2 separate regions of the Hordeum vulgare genome follow, and region 2 is linked to region 1. The links are chromatin contacts, called in public Hi-C maps. All regions are on one chromosome and are shown on one strand. Each heading gives the region's core, a stretch centred on a gene start, on an enhancer-like site or on the middle of the called end of the contact. The rest is flanking DNA. Distances are from core to core; before and after follow the strand shown.

Region 1 (5,455 bases), core at 1,050-3,549:
CTAAGGGCTCTCGAACATTAGGTTATTATTATTTTTGCATACCATACATACAGACCTATACAAGGTGAAGCATTAGGAAGTCCTAATTAAAGATCAAACAGCCAAACGACCACAACATACCAAAAGCACAGAAAACTACAGAGGGAACTGCTCTTGCCAGTGATATTGAAATAGTTACAGTTCATAGATAAGCTGCAATAGCAAGTTTATGTATGCATATTTGGTGCGGTTTATCTCAATCATGAAGAAAGTATGGTGCAAGGCAAAAAGGTGCATGATAAAAAAACAAAATAATACAAGCTAGCATATTACATTTCAGGGGGGACGATAGCATTGTTTTACATATAACCAGTCACCGAACAAAGTACATGATCACGTTAGATCATTCAAAAGCCAGAATCTTTCCCCTAAAATGGCAGAGTCTTAGGATCAGGAACCTACCATTAGATGTTATATGAAATTTTTGAAGGAACAGCTAGGTTAAGCTTTCTGCTATGGAGTTCTGAACGAATTGTTCAATTGCTTTAACAGCTTCTAATTCAATATCATGCTGATTTATTCCAGCAGATTTTTGGTATTTTTGGCTGATTTTGAAAGAGTGGTCACCACCATCAACAACATGCAGTTCATTCTTGCAGGTCATCTTCTTCCGAACTAACTCAAGCTTGTTCAAGGGGCATAGGCCATCTTTGTTGCCCTGTGAACACATCCACCACAAGACAAGATTTTTTTTCAATAAATCACAAGACAAGATTTTTAAGTTGTACTCTCTCCGTCCCAAAAAGTTGAGACAGTTATTTTGGGACGGAGGGAGTACTATTTACAACCCTGTTTGGAACATGAAAACAATTCATATTCTTGTTGGAATTGAACCGTTTGCTATAAATTTCCTATCAGATTATGTGTTCCAAACAACCCCTAAAACATTCACTTCAGATATTCAGAAAACAAAGATAGAAACTATTTTTCTTCAGTACCTGCACAAACATTGTTGGAACGATCAGCTTTAGTAGTATCTCGTCCCTCATTACCCCTTTCGCTCCCTGTTGAAGAAAGCAATGATGCAAAACAAAAGGAACAATTTCTTTAGTTTGTGATTCTATCTCAGAAAGTGAATTGTCTGTATACAGAATGACAGTGAATTGTCATATAAAATATCACTGCATAGTTGTAACAAAAAATGAGAAACAATAGCATGCACATCTGTATACAACAACCATTTTTGTGCACACATAGTTGTATTCTACAACAATTAAATTGTGATGCAGATCCAAATCCATTTCGGTGTGTATTGTAGTATTGAGCTTTGAAGAACACAGGCACAACAATTAAATAAGGAGACAGACCAGGAAGCAATCCAAATACTAAGTGCACACTGCAAAATGGGGATACCTTCAATGGATAGCCCAAGCATATGACCGCAGAAGCACAGATACCATCGGAGCTAGCTACCATGCAGCTGACCCTGAGAATGTTGAAGCATCACAAAAGTGTACTCAGAAGTCAGATCATATGACAAACCAAAAAGATGCACAAGCAACAACATTATCACACCACTAAATGTTACCTCGAACCCATAGACTTCCCCATAAGAACAAGCGGGTGACCAGGATGCTCTGCCACAGCATTCTTCACCACACTGAGATGATGGTCGACAAGCTTGTCTGCCTTCGGGGGAGGCCTCCGTTTACCACCGGACATATCTGCGGTGTTGTTGTTTGATTAATTCATCAACCATTAAGTGAACATGGGTCAAGCATTAAGAACTGGACCTTCAGATAAAAAAGAAACAATTAGCAGTAGGGGGAATTGAATAAACTCACATGGATAGTCGAATGTTACTACTTCAATGGCATCCAGGGCATCTTTCACCATCTCCTTCCAGCTAGAAGAACCAATTGTCAGTTCTTAAACATTACTATCCAGATACCAAGCACAGATAGATGTGTACACAAACTGGAATCCTCATTCAACTGATTTTATGAAGGTAGAGCTTTCATCACGCAAATGAGAACATTCTACCGAAGAGGGGGCATACTGGCTGCAGACCCGTCAAGCGCGTGAAGAAGAAGCAGAGAAAGAGAGCTCACTGGGTCATCCAATCAGAGGAGGAGGGGGCACCGGCGCCGTGGGCGAAGACGACCACCGGTTGCCGGTGAGTAAGTTTAGTCCGAAGGGGCGGAGGCGGTGACGGCGCCGTCGTGCGCTGATCCGCGCGGCGGCGCTTGCGAGCCATGGAGGGAGGTTGGCGGAAACCTAGTACTGTAGTTTGGGCTTTTTACCGTGGACTGGGGTTGGGGAAAAGAAGCAGACGGAGGGCATTTCCAATTTTACGCGCGCATTACGGCAAGCAAACTCCCGCCGAAACGCACAGGGCAGGAGGGGGCAAGCAACTTAAACTGGGCCGGCACCATTAGCTGTCCAATTTTCCTGTTTTTGGGGACCCAGTTATATTCGTTCTTTTCCTGTTGTTTCTTCATAGCGAAAGTATTCCTTTTCCAGTTCCTTTCTTCATAGGGCCTTCATCACGCGACGCGTGTCCCTCGTACTGCTACATCCTTCTTATCTCCTTCTCAATCAGCTCCTGCAGCATGCCATGGCCACCACCATCTCAAGCTCCCGCAACGCCACTGCTCATACGAGCCAGCAGGTCGCCGCCATATGCCCACGCGCACCCGTGCTCGCCACAGGCTGGGCCTCCCCTCCGCCGCCGGCCTGCTGCGTCCCCTCCGGCGCGTGAGGAAGGGGAGGCCATGGATTTCCTGCACGGGCGGAGCGTCGGGAGGCTGCGGCCGCCGAGGAGGAGAACACCTTGGGCGAGCTGGGGCATGGCTGCGGCCGCGCTGCCCTGCCGCCAGTGTGGCGGGCGGGCGGGGGCCGGGGCGCGTGCTGCGGCCGGTTTGTGGGGCAGCGACGGCGTCAGATCAGAGAAGGGAGAGACGACAAAATTTCCGCAACTTGACATTTGTTGCAAAAATTCCTGAAACTCGACAGTTGTTACAGAAAATTCTTCCGTAAAAATACCTATGTTACAGAAAGACGAAGAAGAAAAAAATCTGCAAGAAGCAAATTGTTTCTGAAACTCGACCGTTGTTTCAGGAATTAACGGATCCAAAATTTATTTCTTGCAACAAAGCGAAAGTTTCCGCAACTCGAGCGTCGTTTCAGGAAATAACTACTGATCATGCGGCGGGATGCGGGGCGTTAGATCGGGATTTGACAGCTAGCTAGGTGACGGGTAATTTTTAAAAATCATCCGGCGGCGGACGCGTAGCGTTCCCCGCGGTTTTATCTTGTTTACTCGTTTACGTCTTTTTCTTTCCAAGTTTTGTTTCTATTATTTAAAAAAAAATCACGTTTTTTATAAACATCTTTCATTTTTTGCATTAAAAACTTTGGAATTTCAGAAAATGTTTGCATTTTTTAAAAATGTTCATGAATGTATAATTGTACTCGTGTTTTAGAAAAATGTTTCGTATTAAACAAATTATCGTGTTTTGAAAGTATATTCACAGATTCTAAATGACATTGGTGTATTTAATTCCTTTTCTAAAGTTTAAAAAATGTTGGGAGTCAGAAAAACTGTTCACGGATTCAAAAATTTAAAAACATTCTCATCATTTAAATAAGTGTTCCTGTTTTTTTGTTAAAATGATTAAAAATCCAAAAATGTTTCGAATTTAAAAAATGTTCGCATTATCAAACAATGTTATGAAATATTCGCAAAGTATGCCGTGCGCTAAAAAATTTATATATTTACTTTTGTATTTTTAAATCAACTGAGAAAAATATTAGGATAAAAATCGCTATAGCTTCGGGCCATCAGAATTCGTCTGCTATTATTTCTCGCGAATGAGCCACCCGATAGAAGGGGCGCTTGTGCGATTCAGCGACAAGCTGACGCACATAGCATCCTATAGGGTGTGTGCAGCTTTTCTTGGATCGCCCACCGACATTTTATTTGTTCGGGCGTTATTCTATCTTCGTCTTTTTATTTTATTTTTTTTGGCCTTGTAAGATATAGGAGTATTTATTTTCCACTGGTTTTTCTCGTGCTTAATTTTTTCAATAGTTATTTTGAACATGCGGGGTTCACTTCGTCAAATTTATTATGGATTTCAGATTGATCCACTAACATCTGTTCGATTTACGAATAAGAATCCTCTATCGTGCACCATGCATTAGTGCATTTCAAATGAGTTTTAAATCACATTGTATTAAATTATGACATGCACAACTTTGTATGCAGAGTTTTCTTTATGTAGAAATTTCTCGCGCAGTTTAAATCGGAAGGATCAAAATAGTATTCTACACAATATGAAAATACATATCCAATTTCACGGACACGCCATGTCCATTATCAATTGTGTGGATAAATAAATAAAAAAGATCAATTGTGCAAATACTGAAGCAGGCCCTCCTTGGTCCTTGCGTTTTTTCCATGCTAGTTCTTTTTACGTTAACCCGCTTTTGAAACTAGACAAGTAAGTTTTGGAGAAAAAAATCCCCAAAAAGGGGATACCACTCAGCCTCTACATGGAATGAGCTCCGAACCTCCAAACACTATCGGCCCGAACTAGGGTTCAATGAATGGAGAAATTTATATTTTCTTTTTTCATGAAAAAAGGGGCAGGGAGTAAGATCAAATGCCCATAGGGCACCCTCACTTCACCTTTTTATTTTGCATCTATTATTAAAGTGGGAGGGAAGGAGTATATTAAAAAAATTCACTACCATAACAATGTGACTTGTACAGAGAGACGGTCTGCTTGGAGTTCCGGTTGTCTTCCTTCTCCGCTGTGGCGTCGTCATCATATTGATCATCCCTGCACGTGGACATCTAATAGTACCTCCACATCATAATATAAAACGTTTTTACAATTTAAATTAAACTAAAAATGTCTTATATTGCGGCACGGAGGGAGTATATCTATTGCTTTGCATACAGAAATAGCTTTTGCACGTATGCATGCCGTGAGGAACTCTTCCCGCTTTTCTTACACTTTCATCGAAAGAAATTTCATTTCCAATCGAATGGAAAGTCTACGACGGTGACACACTTGATAAATCCATCGGTCTGTCCTACTCCCTCTGTTCTTTCACAAGGTGTATTTATTTTTTCATAAAAATTCATAATGTAAGGTGTATTTTTTTCTAATTTCTCATAATTTCATCGTAAGCTTTTAAAAAAGCAAATATCTCTCCCTTAATTGCATGCATATGTTCTTGTACGGAAATAATATCTCCGTACTGATTGCATATATCTTTTACTTTTCAAGCCAAAATAGTTTAGTTGCTACGAATCAATGATTTAGCCAAGATTAATTTTATCATAACATGTGTATAATTATATGCGTTAGTGACGAAAATAATACACCTTAAGTACTTTATTGGAATTGAGGGGGTACTACTTAAGTCCGTTTATTCGCTAGTAGATCGATGTGTGGTCGTGTGG
Region 2 (5,378 bases), core at 1,733-4,232, 500 kb after region 1:
TTAAGGCTCCGGGATTAGATGGTATGCCGGCGGTCTTTTACAAGAGGTACTGGGAGACGATAGGCGATAAGGTGCTCGAGGAGGTTCCTTGCGTACTGCATGGGGGAGAGATGTCTGAATCGTGGAATGATACCTGTGTGGTGTTGATCCCCAAAGTTTCAAACCCGGAAAGGATGAAGGACTTACGCCCTATCAATTTATGCAACGTGATCTATAAATTAATCTCTAAGGTAATAGTAAACAGGCTAAAGCAGATCCTGCCAAAGGTAATTGCTCCAAATCAGAGTGCCTTTATACCGGGACACTTGATCACAGATAACATATTGCTTGCCTATGAAGTCACCCGTTTTATGCAGAATAAAAGATCGGGGGAAGTGGGGTATGCGGTCCTCAAACTTGATATGAGCAAGGCATATGATAGAGTTGAATGGAAATTTCTGCAGGCGATGATGGACAAGATGGGTTTTGAGGAGTCCTGGATCAAGCTGATTATGAAGTGTTGCACCACGGTACAATACAGATTCAGGTTTAATGATACTATCACGGAGAACATAGTTCCGGGGAGAGGACTGCGCCAAGGAGACCCAATATCACCATATCTGTTTTTGTTCTGTGCGGAAGCTTTTTCATCCCTACTAAACAGTGCCCAACAAGAAGGGATAATGGAGGGAGTTAAAATATGCCGAAATGCTCCGAGTTTTAATCACCTATAGTTTGTAGATGACTCGTTGATTCTTTTGAAAGCTACAGAAGATGCTATACTTCATTTGCAAAATATCCTGAAATTGTATGAAGAATGCTCGGGGCAAACAATAAGTATTGACAAATCTGCCATCATGTTCAGTAAGAATACAAGAAGGGATATCCGTAGGAAACTACTGGATCATTTGGGTTTAACCAGAGAGACTTGGAACGAGAGATATTTGGGGCTGCCTGTTTTTGTTGGTCAATAAAAAACCAAAGCTTTTGCATACCTAAAAGACAGAATGTGGCAATGTATTCAGGGATGGCTGGAAAAGTTATTGACAAAAGCTGGGAAGGAGATCCTAATAAAAGCTTGTGCCCAAGCCATTCCAGTCTTTGCAATGTCGGTTTTTGATCTTACAAAGGGTTTATGCAAGCAGATGACGGCTATGATCTGCAGGTTCTTTTGGGCGCAATAGGAGGATGACCAGAAGATCCATTGGCTATCTGCGGAGAAACTAACAAGATCCAAACATGAAGGAGGGTTGGGTTTCAAAGACTTGCACACTTTCAACCTAGCTATGCTAGCAAAGCAGGCTTGGTGCCTTTTGGACAGTCCAGAGTCGTTCTGTGCACGTGTCTTAAAAGCTAGATACTATCCACACACAGACATCCTCAACGCCGAAGCTAGGGACGGGATATCATATGCATGGCGTAGCATATTGCAAGGTGTGGCGGTGCTTAAGCAGAGGATTATCAAACGAGTGGGCGACGATACCACAGTCAAAATTTGGGAGGACCCATGGATTCCCCGCAACTGGGACAGGCGGCCTTTCACCCCAAGGGGACACACTATCATATCGACAGGAGCGGAGTTGATGGACCCGTATACGGCGTCGTGGGACAAACAACTTGTGTCGTCTATCTTCTGGGCCCTTGACGCGCAACTTATCATGACGATCCCCATCAAGGAGGAGCTGCAGGACTGCTGGGCTTGGCACCCAGACCACCGCGGTGTTTTCTCGGTAAATCTGCATACAAATTCTGCAAAAAAATGCAAGATGTGGCTGCAGGAGAGATATGAGGTATTGCCGAAAGAGTAGAGGTTTTCAACTGGACAGCGATATGGCGATCACCGTGCCCTATGAAAATCCAACAATTCATGTGGAGGATAGCTACTAATAGCCTACCGGTGCAAAAAATCTACAAAGAAGAGGCATTGAGGTAGATACCTTATGCCCAGTCTGCCAGCGAAGGGACGAAGATGGGAGCCACTTGTTCTTCCAGTACAAAGGAGTGAAACAACTTTGGCGCATCCTTGGCTTAGAACAGGTGTGGCGGGTATGTATGATTTCACATGAGCCAAAGGAAGTAATGCGGGTGTTGCTCTCCGGACCCCTTTAACAAACGACTGTTATTATTTCTTTGCTGTGGAACTGGTAGAATGCGCGGAACAAATATAGAGTGAAGAAGACACAAATCAATGTCGAAACACTAGTATGGCAGATAAAACGAACAACAGATGAGTACAGAGAGTTCTTTGGCGGGGTGAAACAAGCACAGGGGAATCTTCTTAAAGGATGGACAAAACCAGCAGCCGACATACTCAAAATAAATATTGATGGCAGTTTCCACAAAGAAAGTTTGACAGGTGGTTGGGGGTACATCATCCGGGATCATGAGGGGGATGTCGTGGTTGTTGCTGCGGGACGGCTAGATCATGTCAATGATGCATTACAAGCTGAAGCTGAAGCTTGCATCCAAGCTATACACAAGGCACAAGAGTTGGGCATTGGCAATGTGGTGGTGGAAACAGATGCTACTCTGCTGGTCTCGGCAATCAAGACATCTAGTTATGACCTCGCTCCAAACGGTGCTTTGTTTAAAGAGATCAAAGTTTTTTCTTCCCTAAATTTTATTTCTTTCGACTTTGTTCATTGCCCACGGGCTTGTTATAAGGTTGCAGACGTTCTTGCGCTGCATGGATCGAAGATGGTGCTTGCACCCCAAGCCGTATGGCCGGGTCTTGCTCCTACCTTTGCCAAGGTCTCGTTGCCGGCGATTCTGCTTGGCACGGTGATTAATGGAATGAAATATTTCCAGTTCAAAAAAAAAATAAAAAAAAATAAGGGTTTGCCAAAAGAAAAAGAAAAAAGGTCTCAGAGTTGTGCACCATTGTGTTCGTGAGAGGACGAGCCGAAGGAAAGCAACCCAGCCGCGTAGTCGCCCGTTGCAGCGGCACGGCACGGCACAACATCGCGGCGGAGTCGCGTGCGTCCTGCCACTTCCCCACAAGGGAAACACAGGACGGGTTTGACCCCCGCAGCACTACTGCCCAACCCCCCCACACATCGAAGGCTCGCACCCCAGACGCGCAACGCATTTCCTCCCTCTCCTCTCCCCCTTCGCCAGCGAGAAGAAGCCCGAGAGAACCCTCCAGATGCAGCCGGCCGCCGCCGAGATGCAGCCGCCCGTCGGCTCCCCGACCGCCGCTCCCCAATCCGAGGCCCAGCACCCGCTGTCTGCGCCCGATCCCTCCTCTCCCCACGCGCCAGCACCGGCGCCGGCCCCGGCCCCCGAGGCGGCGGCCGATCCGCCCTCTTCCGCGCCGGCCCTGGCGCCGGTGCAGCTGCAGCCGCAGCAGCAGCCCAAGACCGTCACGTGGAGCGAGAAGCTCACGTCCGAGTCGCCCACCCACGTGCCGGCCGCCGCCGCCGCGGAGGCCAGCCAGTACGTCTCCCGCGGCCCCGCCGCCTCCTCCTCCAAGGGTAAAAACGACCCGCTGATCCGGCCTCCGCCACGCCCTCCTTACGAGGATACCGTTGGTCCTGATCCCGTTTTGCTGTCGGTGTGCCGCAGGCGCGGTGGAGGCGATGAAGGACACGCTCTCCAGGTGGGGGAAGTCCATGGGGGAGACCACCAAGATGGTCGAGAGCCTCAGCCGCGACACGTGGCAGCACTGTGAGATCTCAGCGCCCTAACCCCCCTACGTTTCCTAGGGGAATAATACTTTGCTCTTCGTTTGTCTGTGAGATTCATTTCTTCAAGGGGCGGGGTTGGGTGCCATGGCCCAAGGTTCTAGGCTTTTAGCTTTTTAAGGATGGAAGAAATGATGACTACTACCGAATAAAGTTGTAAAGTAAAACCTCAGGAGATTCCTTGATGTAGTTGTGGGGATTGGAATAGCTGGTGGAGAAGGATGAGTATCTTTGTCCTGAGAAAACACAGTACCTGAACATCGGGTGTGGATTTCCATGCCTATTTTGGCACTGATGTTAAGTTTACCAGCACTTTAAACTTCAAACTTGTGAGCAGTTTCCCCAAAGCTTATGATTCTGCCAACAACCTTAATCAGAGTTCTCAGATAGTTCAGTATTTATTTCATAGTTAATAATCTAATATCCATAGTAAATTTCCAGTATATAGCGTACTTAATCATTTATGAGAAGCAATTTTTGCGTGTTTCTTCTGTTTATCCAATTCACCTCATGTGTCTGAACTTTGTGATGTTTCTACTGATGGAATAATCGCAGCTTCATTGAGTATAAGAAATTAAAACGACGAGTTCATCAATGCAAATCAGAATATGCATATAGGCTGTCCTTCCTGGCAATTAGCACAAATTCCTCAGGAAGAATGGAAACCAGCATATGCATATATAGGAGAAACATGCCATATTGACACTAGATTTGCTCTCACCTTTTAGGTGCCAACCTTCTCTTAGGGGCTTAGGATTAAACATCTAGCTTTGTAGAACTGGCAATATATTTTGTACCAGAAGACTTATAAGGGAGAAAGTGTTCTTCATCTTCTGAATAATTCAATAACCATACTAAATTTCCAGTATGTAGTATTCTTAGTGATCCATGCAGACGAGAACTAGTGATTGGATGTTTCTTCTATCTATCCAGTTTATGAAGAGCAGTGCTAATGCATTATAGATTTAACTACTCGCTTCACCTATGCAAATCAGCTTATGCATGTGTAGCTTGTTGTTACGTGCAATTAGCACAAATTCCTTTCAACAAATAGAGATTAATTAATGAGAATCTGTGACATGTTGACAATGACATCAGTTCTGCCCTTACACTTTAATGAATCAGTGATACATTTATTGCCCATTTGTCATGGAAATAGCAAACTTTCTCTACATGAATATATTTCCAACAGAAGAGTCAAGAATTCATACAGTTCGGTGCACATTTGTCACATAAGCCAGAATACATTCCAAGCATTTAATTATACTTCCAACTGAAGAGATCGATCTTACGATCATTGCTCCTTGAATAACCTTCCAATGGAGTTTTTTCAGATGGTATATATAGAATGATGAAGTTTTGGTACTTTGTAGATACCAAATTAAGAATCTCTCTTGCCTTCTGTAACATGTCCAACACAATGTTTTGCGTGATCTTGCATTTACCCAGGACTATACATGTGTTTGACTGGCAGAACTAAGTTAATATGATAAGTTTAATTCATCTGTAAAGAAATATAAGAGCGTTTAGATCACTACTTTAGTGATCTAAATGCTATTATATTTCTTTAGGGAGGGAGCAATTAATACCTTCTATCCTTGACTGGGAAGTACCATTAAATGATAAGTTTAATAATTAATACCTTCTATCCTCACTGTTAACATGGTATCCTGTATATCTGATAATACAACCTTTTCTCTCAACAGTCAAGACAGG

Evidence for each region. Hi-C and Micro-C count contacts between places; a contact is called where the count stands out from the background.
Region 2: a contact with region 1 is called in a Hi-C map of seedling, with 3 times the contacts expected there. The contact joins the promoter of LOC123410464 here to the promoter of LOC123407463 in region 1. A contact is called at or near these places in 2 of 6 Hi-C or Micro-C datasets (leaf and seedling).

The regions. Positions count from the first base shown.
Region 1 is chr7H:81,406,541-81,411,995 of MorexV3_pseudomolecules_assembly, forward strand. It overlaps LOC123407463 (KAT8 regulatory NSL complex subunit 3), which reads right to left and starts at 2,300. Exons shown (of 6, transcript XM_045100596.1): 1 at 2,091-2,300; 2 at 1,824-1,885; 3 at 1,568-1,703; 4 at 1,393-1,465; 5 at 978-1,043; 6 at 292-697. The coding sequence starts at 2,236. The coding sequence ends at 476.
Region 2 is chr7H:81,906,489-81,911,866 of MorexV3_pseudomolecules_assembly, forward strand. It overlaps LOC123410464 (GEM-like protein 1), which reads left to right and starts at 2,983. Exons shown (of 4, transcript XM_045103412.1): 1 at 2,983-3,452; 2 at 3,544-3,645; 3 at 5,369-5,378. The coding sequence starts at 3,125.